Regions from separate parts of the Mus musculus genome. Here all the other regions are linked to region 2. The links are chromatin contacts, called in public Hi-C maps. All regions are on one chromosome and are shown on one strand. The core of a region is the stretch at or near the end of the contact, and the rest is flanking DNA. Distances in the headings are between cores, read along the strand shown.

Region 1 (4,711 bases), core at 770-3,269, 1.1 Mb after region 2:
GTGTTCTATAGGAAATAATAGTTCTTTATATTTAGTAGAAAATTGAACATTTTTCTGAGTACTTTTACTACTTCTTTTGGAAATATATTTTCGTGAGAATATTTATATTGTTCATACATGTGATAGGTTTATTATTATCATCTTGAATGATTAGTAATTATCTGTGAGCTGTAGAGCAGTCTAGAGCACTTACCTAGAATGCAAAGAGCCTTGGGTTTGATTCTTAGCACTGCCAATTTGTTGTTGTTGTTGAGACAGTGTCTTTTATTAAACTTAGGTCTTGTCCATTTGGCTAGGCTGGCTAGCCATTAAGCTCCAGTTGCCCATCTGCCTCTGCCTTCCTAGGCCCTAGTCTGGGATTAAGGCTGTACATGGCTGCATTCTAGATTTGTGAAGATGCTGTGAACCTGAAGGATCTGAACCCAGGTCCTTGTGCTTGCATGGAAGGCACTTTATTGACTGAGCCTCCTCCCCCGGCCTGACAATCTTTTAATGTAAAGTTTCAATATTGGGACTTCCCTGTTTTAATTTTATAATATAGGAAATAAAGACAGATAAAAGCTACAGAGGCAACCCGAGGCAATTTCTCAGGTAAAAATCTTCACTTAGTAGGTAAATGGTCAGAACAGGCATTAGGACCTCCATTTGCATCTCTATAAGTCCTGTAAAAAGTTGGGTGTGCAGAGTATCTGCCTGAATGCTAGGGCAAGGAGACAAGAGTCCCTGGAACTTTCTTGGTCAGTTGGTCAAGCCAATCTATATGCACTAGGTTCAGTGAGAGACCATGTTTCAAACTACAAGGTGAAGAGTGAGGGACAAAGATACTGATGTAGGTCTCTGTACACACACACACCACCAGCCCATTCACCTGCTCACCCATCTGCTCACCCACATACATACACACACACTTATGGGACACACTTTGCTGTCACACTTTGCTGTCAAGTAGAAAACATAGCCTTCATCTCAAAGAGAAGAGATAGTTTATTTTGGAGACAAATATGAGTAACCATGGCCTGGGAACACCGATTTAGGTTACTTTAGATTCCATGTTGCAATATGACAGCAGATTCATGAAGTTTTTTTATAGTAACACAACAAAAGAAAGTCATAACTCAAGACATTTTTCATGAATTAGGTACTTACCGAAAAGTGGGACATTTCTGCTATAGGCTTCAAATGCTATAGGTTTCAAATGGTATCTGCTGAGCCTCATGGCTTCTGAATCAGTGGAAGCCAGAGACCTGATAGCACATTCTAAAATGATTTACCTAATAGTTACAGGATGTTTTCAGAACAGGCAAAAAAATTGACTATTTAGGGCACCAAAGTAGTCCAAGATAATTTGCCTCAGGGCTTAAAACACTCCAATCACAGTAGTCTGTTGTAACTAATTAATCATTTCTGTAAAAAAGGTCAATGGAGATTGTAGGTTTTTTTCTGAGAAACTTGGTTAAAACACACACACACTATACAGGGGTCCTAATGTCAAGATATTTAAGAACTCCATTCATGGATGACAAAGAGGTATTTGGAAATAGATTCTTAAATTTGGGCTCACTGGACAGACATGAATTTTAGTCAAGCTACAGGCTCTGCAGTTGCAAGATCTGGGCTCAGAAGTCAGCCTTTGCTGCTTGCGAAGTGTCTTTGGGTGAGTCACTTCACCTCTGTGACAGAGATAATTCCAGTTCCTTCCCCATGCCACTTGAATGTTAGAGGTTACATCTCTACCCCAAATACAGGAAGAGCTTGCAAAATATTACCCATTCTTGTTGGACTGACATATTTTTAAATGGAAAACAAAAACCAACCACTTACTTCCTTTTCCATTATCTCAAAGTTTTACATAATCAGTAATAAAATGTGATCGTGAAGCAGCTGGGAGTCATTACTACCAGGCCCACCTTCTCTTGCCTCATGGCCTGCTGACGTCAAAATGAGGCCTTGTTTGCCAGGAGGATGGATGTTCATGGTCAAGGCAAGTTGTGACTTTAAAGTGACAACAAAGAAAGGGTAAGTTTGCAGGCTGGCAAACAGGCTGGGAAAGCCCTTGAGAGACTCAGACAGCTCACGCCATACTTCAGACTTCATAGACCTGGGAGACATCCAGCTTTCTCCCCCAGAGAAGCCGCAGCCTGGTCCCTTCCCCTGCCACACCATCTGGTCCACAGAAACACCAGACTTCCGTGTCTCTCGGCCCTATAAAAAGCGACATTCCTTTTCCTGTCTCCTCTCCACCCGTCCCTCCCACCCACCCGGCTCTCCTCTCTCCTTGCCTTTGGTCTTCCTGTCTTATCCCTTCTCTCCTGCCAATCACTCCCTTTCTTCTCAACACTCCTCCTACATCTCCCCTCTGTGCACTTGCAGTGCTATTCTTTATCTAACCATGAAAACATCCTCGAAGGGCTTCTAGAACATTCGTATGTCTGGAGGAGTTAGAGTCCTCCAGCGCTGGGGTTGGCAATTCTGCCTCCTTAGCGTCCAGGATAGACGAAGCATTTATTCCGAGGCTTTGTGCGCCCTCTTGTGGTTTCTCCGTCATGCCAACTCCCGCAGACAATGGCTGCTTTGTCCAGAAGAGATGATGATTTAGATGACAACCTGGCTTAAACCTCAGAAACCTTCAATCTCTCCTTCTTCAAACAGTTTTTATTAGAAGGATGGCTGTGAAAAATGAAGCCCTTATGCACAAAGCCACCGCGTTTCACTGCGATGTTCACCTGGCCTATGAAGATCTCCGGACACAAAACCAGGCAACAAAATCAGGATGCAACAAGATGGAGGGGCAAAGCACAGAAGCGGAGTGGGCCCTGCCGTAGGTGAGGGTTGCCATCCTCTTACACCTGCCGCTTCATGCTTGAGCTCAGGTTAGAACACTTGTGAGATGATTTCTCTATTCTAAATCTGACAGTAATCCCTCGCGGGGGGGGGGGGCGGGGGGGGGAAGATGCACCTGGCCAGACTGCTAGGCTGGCTCAGAAGGTCCCAGAATGACTATAGGCAGTTTTTGGCTCCTATGATTGCTGGACATCTCTCCCCATCCCTTTCTCCTCCCCTTCTCCCTCCCCTCTCTCTCCCTTTCCTTTCCTCCCTCTCCTCCTCTTCCTCTTCGTCCTGCTCCCCACTCATCTCTCCCTCTTTTTCTGATCTTCTTCAACAGGATCCCACTATACAGCCCAGGCTGGCCTCAAACTCACAATCCTGCCACCCCCTTCGATTAGTGAGAATGCAAGCCTGTGCCACAGTGGCCTGTCTGTTCCAGCTGAGACCTGTTCTGTACAGTCAGCTCAGAGTGCAAACACACGCTTTAACTCATGACTTCCAAAGTCAGGTTGCCATGACCTAGAACTCTGGAAAACAGCATCATGACATCACAAAAACGAGTGCTGGCTGGGGGAAAGCAGTATGTCCTGGTATCAAGAGCTTACGCAGTCCTGCAAGGGCAGGTTATACAGATGGGAGCATTGCATGAGCTAGTGGAACACCTCCATCCATAACTGCCTGCTTGTGAGAGACCGGGGGGAGGGGGGGGGGAGATCCCACCTGGGTTTCAGGCTCAACATCAGGGTAAGGCAGGAATAGTAGTTTCACAAGTACAGGATTGAGGGTCAGAATGCCAGGTCATAAAGATATGACTACTTTGTTCTGGCAGGTTCATGTAGGCAGTAGGTATGCCTTGGTCTTCTTTGATCCATACTGATTCTTAAATTGCTCAAATCTGAGGACCTTAGGTTTCCCAGTGACAGCAGAAGGACTAAAGGGAACTTTGGCATGTCCCCAGAAAGGGCACTTTTCCATGTCTGTCCAGAAAGAAATGGAGCCAATGTGGAGAAGTCAGTGGAGACTGCTCCAGGCATGGGGTAGGGCCAGATCAAGTGATCAGGGGCTGCAGCATCCGGGGATCAAAAGTTTTCTTGGAAATTGTGTGACTTACTAACAGAAGAGAGTACGAGGCCAGAGAGAAGCCTAGCAGGCTGGGTAAAGAAAAGGTTGTCATTGAGGCAAGAGCCCTGAAAGACCAATCAAGGGTGTGACACCAACATTTAGTTTGTAATTGCACATCTGGCTTCAAGACTCCTGTCACAGTTTTATAGGGATCACTGGGAAACACGGACATGAGCATGCACTGAAAACAGAGCTGGGGGAGGGTGGGGCACAGGGTGTCCAGGGTCTGGCAGAGCACATGGAAGCAAACGGTAGGCTGGATGTCTGAGCACTGAGATGCTAATATCTGGAGCATCAAACCTGGGGTTAAGAAGCAAGGTGACCTACAATGTCTGCTTGTTTGTCTCTGATGTGCCTTACCATTATGGTGGCAATGAGTCTTGGAGAGAGCCCTGACTGGGCATCTCTCTGGGAAATTGGCCACCAACTGCCCAGTTTATTAATTATATAATTGTAATTCATCAAACAATTGCTGAGATCATTTACTAAGGCCAATGGGGTATGTTTTCCCCAGAACAGCAAGCTACCGAAAGAGAATAGAGACCCTTCCAAGTATGTACTTGTGTGGCAGAGCATTGCTTAGCGTGTGCAAGGCTGTAGCTCCCTGCCCATGTACCATACACATCCTGTATCAAAAGCACAGAGCCACATGACTAGTCCGCAGCACTGCAAGCAAACAAAGAATCTTAAAAGTTATAAAATTGTAAAATTTACCAGTTTGCTAGATATTTGCCAAACACATATTGTATAGAAGATTGTATGT
Region 2 (4,313 bases), core at 1,037-3,536:
TGGAGGCTGAAGCCAGAGTGCATCTTTGCCAGGCCTGTTCTTCAATGAGAGGAAGAAGACCATTGGCTTCCTAGGGACTTTGTGTGTGGTTATGCCCATGATAATAGGTCAAATTGCCACCACCTTCAGGAGGCCAGCTGGGTCTGCTTGACAGACTTGGACTCACATCTTGGAAAGGAGGGGTTGGGGAGGGAGTCATGGAACAGTTATGTGAGTAGCCAGGCAACCCCCACTATCCAGCTGTATGCAATTCTGTTCTAATTGCATGTGCTTTAGGGTCTCTGGAAGGTGTTAGACTCTGTAGGTAGGAAGGATTAGGGAAGCTGGCTCCCTCAATGAAGCCTTGGGAAGACACCATCCCTTCCGGCTGCAGACCTTCCAGTGTGGCTGCTTTAAGGTCACCTCTGCTCCAACCCATAAGCCCTCATCCACTGTAAGTAACCCTATATAAACTATATAAGGTTAGCCTGCATGGACTTTGGAGTTGTTGGTTTGTCTTTGAGACCTTAGGCGAAGGGGCAGACATTGAGTTTTGGCAACAGCTCATCACACTGAGAGGCCTTACCTGCTAACAGTAACATACTGGGTACTGAGGTGTCATTGTGTAGAACTGGGCATGACCACAAACAGCACACTGTAGCCAGTGGAGCACATCTCTTGCTTGGCAGCAGTTTGAAGTTTCCTTCTAAAGTTTCAAACAAGGGGCTGGACTGAAGTTCAATTTCCATCACCTACATACATGGTGACTTACAGCCATCCATACAACAGATCTATGGGATCCAATGTCGTCTTCTGGTACACAGACATACACAAAAGCAAAGCATTCTCTCCAAAACACAACAAAACTGAAGAACAAGCCCAAAGCGTTTTCAAGTTTCAAACAAAAGCAAGAAATTCTTTAAAAATTTTAGATCCATGTATTCATGTGCATGTGTCTATGTGGGCTCGGATGTGTGTGCTGTACCACAATATGAATGCAGAGGTCAGAGGACAGCTCCTGTGAACATGTGCTTGCTGGAGAGTGAGTGCAGACTGGCAGGCTTAGCAGTCAGCGGTTTTATCCACTGAACCACCTTCCAGGCTTAAATTTCTCATTTGACAATCAAACTTATTTGCTTTATCTCAAATTCCACCTGGTGCACCTGTTTTTCCCTCCTTCGCTGGCCAACAGAGGACCTCATATTTTTGGCACCACACTCTCCCCTGGAAACACAAGGAAGGCCTGTAAATGGCACCTTACAGCATCTATAATTGATTCATTCTTTCTTTCTTTTTTTCTTTCTTTCTCCCCCCCCTCTCTTTTTCTTTCTTTCTTTCTTCCTTTCTTTTTTTTACTAAGGCACATGATGTTTAGAAATACTGAGGTACAAAATATAAGTTTCTGCATGAGATTTCTCGAGTACTTGTTTGGAAAATGATGGTCATTGATCGTCACCTTCCAGAAGATTCAGCTTTTAGCCTGCTTTTTCTTTTGGACCAGTTCAACCAGCAGCTTGTATCTAGCAATGCAGTCTTCCTGTGGGAAATAAAGAAAGAGGTGGTGACAGTTCTTTCTTGGGTCAGTGCTCCTGGTGCTGTCAGCTCGCTGTGACCTCTCTGCGAGTTACTGCCCAGTCCTAATGAAGAAGCCTGTGTTCATTTCCTTTACAATCTTCTGGGAAAGCCTAGTTGGTCCCAGGCAGACCTGGTCAGAGAAGATCTGCTGCAGGAATAGCTGAGGGTTGCCTATGGAGTGCAGTGTGGCGTCCCCACTCAGCTTGCTAACCCTTCTACCATGGGAACTCCCTCTCATCACATCCCAGTCCAGAGAATCCAAGAAACCTGGGGCTACAATGCTCTCATGCTTTGCTCGTGCTTCTCCCTGGTGGCTGCTGGGACCTTCCTATGCAGCACAGAACTAGCATGGACGGTACCTCATGGAGTGGGAAAGGTGGAGAAGATGGAAGGAAGTGGCCGCTATTTTCAGGTGGGCATGATATATATTTTAGAATCTATTCTCTTCCTGTCTAGATGATACCAACCCTATGGTACTGTAAGCATGTTAGTTCAGGGTCCAGGGCAAATGACTGCTGTGCTAAACAGTGTCCTTAATCAGGTACCCGGGACAGGATGGGTGCATCAGTGTAGGATGAGCATCTTGTGGTGAGTGCCTCCCTACATTCCACCATCACCCACCCATGCCTTCAAAGTATTAGCACAGAAACAGCCATGGCCACTCAGCATTCAGCCCTCAACAGGACAGTGTGGGTAGTGCTGAAGGCTGAGCAGGCAGGAGGCAGTGTCTCCTGACAGAACCTGAGCTCCCTCCAAGGCAGCTGACACCAGATGGTCAGTGGGCATCCCTCCCGCGCCTGTGGGGTTAGGTTGCAGTCAAAGCTAAGGGATACTTGTGGGCCATGGAAGCCCTGCTCCTCTCTGGGGCAAACAAGAAGGTTCTGCTCCTCTCTGCTGCTTTAATTTTGAGCAAAATTCAATTTATTACACATGTAAATGGCTGAGTCTGACAGAAGTTAGAGAAACTCAGTGAAATAATTACTTTCGGCAAACCAGCTGTAGAGATTGGAAGAATTTGTGCTTAAAGAGATTAATTGCTAATGGCTTATTTTTCTCTCCAGAAACTCAGTTTCATCAACGTAAAGTAGGTAGACCTGTGCACTCAGGGATATGCATGGCCACAAGCTAGGCTTTCCAACATAGAATTTCAATTAAGGAATTCAATGTGCCCAGAGGCTGCTTTTGATTTCTGTGTGCTCCGGGTGCCTCACACTTGGAACACAGCCTTCAGGGAGCACTGGGGAGGACGGCTGGCCTGGAAACCTTACCCAGGAGCTCCAAGCCTCCCAGTACAAATCACAGTGGTGGGGAGGGCACATTGGGCTCTCAGCAGGTCACCTCTGCTGTGTTTGAGAATGGTGTCTTAGCAGCCGCTCATCTCTGGGTGGCCAAGTGCCACCAAAACCAAAGCATTGCCACACCGAGTTACGCTGACAGTGTAGGGGTTGGCCCTGCTCACCCTTTGGGTCACACTTGTCACAGAGCCAGGGGACCCTACCCCACCTTCTGTGGAGCAGGGACACTTCTTGGCAGCTCTGTTTCACTCATAAAGTACTTCCTGAGTAGGACAAACTTTCCAGTAGGCTGGCAGGCTGCAGTGGGAAGTTTTTGTTTCTTTAAAAATATGTACACATGTTTAAATACATACACACATTATATATCACATATATCTATAATAAAATATATTACATGTATGTATGTTTGTTTGTGTGTATACATGAATGCATGTTTACACGTGTGGCCAGACACATCCTGGGACAATTTGAGGGAGTTGGTTCTTTCTTTCCACCATGTGAATTGCAGAGATTGAGCCGTCAAGCAAGTTTGAAGGCCAGCACCCTTGCCCACTGACTGAGTTCTGTTTCATAGCTCTCATTTTCTTCGAGAAGAGCGAGCTATTCTGCATAATGGCTATTCTTAGCATCCTGACCTCATCTCTACCTTGGCAAGTGTGCAGATTCACGAGCTGAGGAGAGACGAAGACAACTGTGAAACACAAGGTCCTGTAGCCAGTGGGGCATGGAAGAAAGGGCTGTAAGCCGGGGAAGGAAGCATGGGTCCACCCACTCCCCTGCAGTGTTACATACCTTACTCTTAGACGGGACACATTTGGCTATTTTGTCCCAGCGGTCAGAAGCTCCTTTAGGGTATTGCTGTAATGCCAATTCCAGAAGTTTCTGCTGACTCTGAGTCCACGCCTCCTCTGCAGCACGAGTTCTTTCTTTTCGTTGTTTCTCTTCGTCACTGGAATCGTTTTGTTCTGATATATCAAAGTCTTTTTGCCTCTTTCCTCTCAGCTTCTCCTCTGGCTCCACTCTGGTTACAGCCTCAGCCGCCCTGGCTGACTTCCGCCTCCGAGGTCGGGCTTCTGTGGTCGCTGACTCCTGCTCACCCTCAGCAGCCTCGTGCTCCTCATCCTCCATGGCCCCTGCTGAGTCCTCCCGCTGCGTGATGATGTCATCTGGCAAGGCTGTGGCTATCTTGATTGGCCTGGAATTCTGACCATTTGACTTAAGTTCAGAGAGCCTGGTCATTCCTAGGAAAGGACACAGTACACGAGAAAGGGCATGGTGAACCTGGACAGTGTGCTGGGCATCTGACATGCACTGTCTACTTTACCTTCTTCACTAGGAACACCCCAGTCTTACCCACAAGGGAAGGCATTCTCTGAACGCGCTAGACATGGGGGTTGGAGCTTTGTCCTTGCCACTGCTCTGAGGAATACTGGGTATACATGGCCAGACTTCGATCAAAGAGCA
Region 3 (4,849 bases), core at 173-2,672, 1.1 Mb after region 2:
AAAGGATCTCTTTTAAAGATACAATTTTAGTAAATACCAATGAATAAATATTGAAAACAACAACTATAATCATTTTATACTTACAAAAAAGTGGAAACTTGTAACTAAGGTTAAACTCTTCACAAACAACTGTGTTCAACTATATGGACCCTGATTCTTCATAGCCATCTTACCTTAGCTCCATGAAGATAGCTTTAAAGACCCTAGAGTTTTAAAGACCCCCTTCTCCCCATTTTCCTGTGGAATTTGCAGTTCTTTTGTATAGCTTCTCAACTCCCACAAAAGTAGCAACCCAAGAAAGTTCTGAATTGTAGCATATATAACTGGCCACTTAAAAATACATCGATTAATTGTTGGGCTACCTTAAGCCTTCGAAATAGCAGAGACAAGTCTCCAGGGACTTCTCTACTTTTGTGTGACCTGCGGCCAGGAGCACAAACACTGATGATGATTAAGGGGCTCTGTGCAGAGACAGAGAGCCTTACACGGATGTGCCTGAGTGCTTTGTTAACTTTTGACTCTCTTTGACTCTATATCTCTGTCAATATGAATGACTGACTGATCATTTAGTAGTATTGGTATTAAAATTTCTCTAGAAACAAAGAAAATTTCTCCCCTTTAAATAAAGCTGAAGGAAGACAGATACTATCACTTTAACGTCTACAAAATTTATTTGTTGATTATCATGTCTAAGAAAACCATATATAATATGTGGGGGAAAATTTAAATACATCCTCAGGATAGATTTTTATATACTATTGAAAGAGTATATAGCATGCCTTGAGAAAAACCAGGACTCAGGTCCTGTCACATAGCCAGGAATGGTCTGAGCTGAAGTGGGTATTATCTATGCCAGTGCAGAAAGTGTGTGTGTGTGTGTGTGTGTGTGTGTGTGTGTGTGTGTGTGTGTGTGTTCATGCTTTAAAAAAATCACCACCCGAATAAATAAAGCTGGGCGTGGGGCTGGTAACATAATATGCTGTGTTTATTTATTTTACCACTTCGTTGTATACCTTTTAACTTGTAGATGTGGGGCTGATGATCTGTAGAGTCGCCATATTTTCTTGTAGAATGCTGGCTGTAACAGAGTGAGTGATGACCACTTATTTTGAAGACAGGAACACAACAACACACATCTGTTAAAAGTGGCCAAACGCCAATTCTTCCCTTCTCCCCGTCATATCTTGCAGGAAGGGACGCCACACACCCTCCGAGATGGCTGCGGTTGTTTACTACAGTCCTTTAAGGAAAAATTACCACTCTGTCTAGACCCAGGGCTCCCTAGCACTCAGATTCACTTAGGATAAGTAATCTCGGGTCTCAAAACCCTTAAAGAAACATTGCACTGAGAAACGACCCACGAAAGACGCAAACTCAGCACATAGGCTTGATGTATGGGTCGGACCTAAAGCCTAAGCCACGCAGTTATTGTCTTTGTCGCGTCGGGTTTTTCTTAAGAAAATGGTTTTCTGAGCGATTTCCCTTCACCCACAGCGGCAAGAACCGCGTCTTCATACTGCCCCCTAGTGGCGCCTCAGGAGAGAGTTGGGGGAGGGGCAAAAATGGACCGAGCGCTCTGTGTTTTAATGAAACACACACTAATTTAATTTGAAACACTCTGGTGAGCCTAAAATAATATTTTTGGAACATTATTAAAAGATTGTGATCTGGAAAGCATTTTACTGTGATAGTATTCTACTGCTAAATACACGGTTAGCAGATGTTTGTGTCTGTCTTTGTCCCTTTTTGAGGTGCAGTCGTTTCAAAATGTTTTGACACCTCTTATTTTTTTTTCCTCCACCAGTGACTGAATATTTGCTTCGCTGTGTTATCACAGGGACAAACGCAGCACGTTTGAGCAATAGATGCATCCCATGGCAATAGAAAAGATTATTTAATTTTTGTTTAAATTCATTGTAAAATTTTAGAAGCTTGGAAGTCTCCCAATAAAAGTGAGAGGCAACATAACATTGCTGCCTTAGGAAGGCTGCTTTTGTTTAAAGGATCGTCATTTTAAAAAAACAAAAACAAAAAACTAAGGATAATAATTTCAAAGCGCTTGGGACTTTAAAAGTCCTTTGAGAGCCTTGGAGATTGGACAGTGGGTAATGGCCCTTGTCACTAAGCCTGAGTTCGAGTCTCAAGTCCTACCCACACAGTGGAAAGATCTGACTGTCAGAGGTTGCCCTCTGAGCTGCACACAGAAGCCGTGGTGCGCACACACATTTGCAATGGACAAAGTGATAAAAGTGCTTTGTATTACAATGACAAAAGAAAAGAGTCCTCATTGTATCCTTATGAGGATACCTCATTCCTTCCATCCAAATTTACTGAGTGGCCGTTTGTTATATCCACCCATAGTGCCTCTCTTCCTGTTTGCGTAGAAGAATCGTGTCCTGTCTTTGCTTTTATTGGGCTGGGGGTGGGGTGGGGTGAGGTGGGGTGGAGTGGGAGTCATACTGAAGTTAAAAAGCACTCAGAATGAAAACCTGAGTTTTCAATAAAACCACCTGATTCCCCATCCCTACTCTGTGTCAGCTGATGCTTGCCAGACCTCGACAAACACTTTGAATTTGATTAACTACCAGTTTTCTGAGGCTCGGTGAATCTCATAAAATGTTCAATTAGAAAATTATCTGTGCTGCCTTTATTACCTACAGAGCGGGGCTGATATTTGCATAACATTTTAAAGTTGCTAGTACTGTCTGCTTCCCGGCATTACTGATTTTCACAGGAAATTATCAAACCGATTGGATATCCTCACATTATTTCTCTTTTAATTTGAAGCCTGTTTAAACCTATACATTACTTTGTATCCACCCTTGACTTTTCATATTATTATTAATCATCCCCTACATCTTTTTCCTTCACTTGGGAATAGGCCCTTATTGCTCATTATTTGTAGCTACACGGAAAGGCTCAGATCCGATCTCTGAAGAAGCTGCCTCCACTCTGACCCTGCAAGTTTATATCAGCTGTTTGGCTGGAAGGTGGTCTGAAAAGGATGATTTCCCACACACATACGAATGGCGGAATACGGTCATATTTCCCCGTGGTAGATTCTGCCGTTGCTGGTAGCTGGCAGTTATGGGTAAACACTTAGCTAAGTACCCCAGTAGAGTGTAGCTTCAGATCCTACAGCAGTCTTCCGTGTGGAGAAATGTCCTTGTCATTGTTGTGTGCATTTGTTCCTTTACACGTGAGCAAGTAGATGCATGTTACTTCCCCAGGTTACCAGAGGTAGGCAGGACACTGAGGCACCTTGGGACAACAGCCCGTCCTATGTCCCTGTATCTCTGTGCAGCCCGTATCAGAGATACTAAGAGTATCTCTGAGAGTTAGTTACTTCTCTCCACCCTGGCCACTCACCCTCCCACTTACCAGTTGCTCAGCAAGTGCGGGAGGCTCTTGCTCTCTCCAAAGAAGTTAATCTGTGTCTTTAATCCCAGACTCCTCTCTCTCTCTCTCTCTCTCTCTCTCTCTCTCTCTCTCTCTCTCTCTCATCTCTCCTTTCCTCCAATCTTCTCAGCCTCTCCTCATTTTTCATTTCTTGAACAACAAAAAAGCAAGCGGAAAAAAAAAAAAAAAAGCAAGCTAAGCAAACAGACTCTATGTTTGCTCTCCTTGGAAGGTAGAGATGGGCTCTGAAAACATTGTCCTCTGAAAACATTGGAATGCTTAAAACAAAGACCTCAGGGCATGAGGGGGTGTGGCTGTGATCCCAGCCCCTGGGAGACAGGATCAGGAGTGTAAGATCATCTTTGACTATATAGTGAGTTGCAGGCTTACCTGGGCTATGGGAAACCAGGCTTCAAGCAAGCAAAGAGGCAAAACAAAATAAAAAGAATGGATTAAACGTCACATGGTCAGGATTGCTTTCCTTACATCTGAATTTTGTCTTTGACAACTAGGAAATAACAGATGGAATGCAAATTGACCCCTCGTTTGTACCTCTGAGCTGCTAAGAATGGCAAGCAGAATTCTGGCCCTTCCAGTAACCTCTTCTCTCTGGAAATGACATCTGACAGGGAATCTAGGGGCTCCCCCCCATTATGACATTCTGTTATTTATCTATGAATTCATCTTGAAGCTTAGGGTCCTTTGGTAATCTTGTAACTACTTTCCCTCAATTCCTTCTGTGTTGATTCTGTGTAAGGCGCGGCTCCAGCTGTAGATAGAGATGGAGCAGGGGCAAAGTCCCTGGGGACATGCATTCCTCCAGCCTGAGCAACACAAAACTATTATATTTTAGTTTTGAGACAGGGTATGGCCAGTAGCCCAGGCTATCCCAGTCCTCCTGTGTCAGCCTCCCACATATCAGTATTACAAGTGAGCACCCCTCAGTCATCTCAAAAGATAATTTTCAAAAGTGACAGATACATAAGTGGAACAAAATATCACAGGGTGATAAAGAGGATCATGACCTTAGGGTCGGTCTTAGGAGAGGCCCCAGGGACCTGCGCTGGAGCTAATTGAGGGATGGGGACATAGCTGGGGATTGAAATTTTTTAGTCACACTAGAGCATTCAGTGTCCTTAGTAACATGAAATTATATCTTTAATTACTGTGGAATCCTATTCCATGCCATTTATAGATATTACAGACCGATTTCCAGGCTATCCAGCAGCATTTGCTAACTGCAGAATCATTTATTCTGAGCATCCAAACACTTTGAGCAGCATCCCTATTTTATTCGGAGACAAGTCGACCATGTGAAATGAGGAGAGCTATTCTCTCCCCTTGCCCGGTAGTTCATTACTACCCACTATTTACCCAGGGCGGAGCAGGCTGGCTTTGGAAACAGAGGGTGGCAGACATGTGAGGAAGTGAAGAATTGTGATCAAAAAGA

What was found. A called contact is a pair of places that touch in the nucleus more often than the background predicts.
Region 1: a contact with region 2 is called in a Hi-C map of nephron progenitors, with 2.5 times the contacts expected there. The contact joins the promoter of 4930447M23Rik here to the enhancer-like site in region 2. A contact is called at or near these places in 2 of 15 datasets of contacts at CTCF or cohesin (large pre-B cells and pro-B cells), 10 of 484 Hi-C or Micro-C datasets (B cells, the HL-1 cell line, the N1E-115 cell line and 5 more) and 1 of 9 other capture datasets (embryonic stem cells).
Region 3: a Hi-C map of cerebral cortex shows a contact between it and region 2, with 3 times the contacts expected there. The contact joins two enhancer-like sites. A contact is called at or near these places in 10 of 484 Hi-C or Micro-C datasets (CD4 T cells, the HPC-7 cell line, adipose-derived mesenchymal stem cells and 4 more) and 1 of 9 other capture datasets (embryonic stem cells).

Annotation. Positions count from the first base shown.
Region 1 is chr2:19,342,298-19,347,008 of GRCm38.p6, forward strand. It overlaps 4930447M23Rik (RIKEN cDNA 4930447M23 gene), which reads left to right and starts at 2,020. Exons shown (of 4, transcript NR_126563.1): 1 at 2,020-2,822.
Region 2 is chr2:18,215,810-18,220,122 of GRCm38.p6, forward strand. It overlaps Dnajc1 (DnaJ heat shock protein family (Hsp40) member C1), which reads right to left. Exons shown (of 12, transcript NM_007869.3): 11 at 3,642-4,090; 12 at 1-1,516. The coding sequence ends at 1,448. Among named protein-coding and RNA genes, the nearest start is that of Gm39761, 21 kb to the left of the region's middle. Within about 2 kb of position 2,287, at least 44 of the 459 cell types and tissues checked have an H3K27ac peak or open chromatin away from gene starts, as enhancers often do. A contact at or near this core is called in cerebral cortex, nephron progenitors and palatal mesenchyme, where this site is marked.
Region 3 is chr2:19,274,944-19,279,792 of GRCm38.p6, forward strand. All of the region lies in intron 10 of Armc3 (armadillo repeat containing 3), which reads left to right. Among named protein-coding and RNA genes, the nearest start is that of 4930447M23Rik, 67 kb to the right of the region's middle. Within about 2 kb of position 1,423, at least 147 of the 459 cell types and tissues checked have an H3K27ac peak or open chromatin away from gene starts, as enhancers often do. A contact at or near this core is called in cerebral cortex and nephron progenitors, where this site is marked.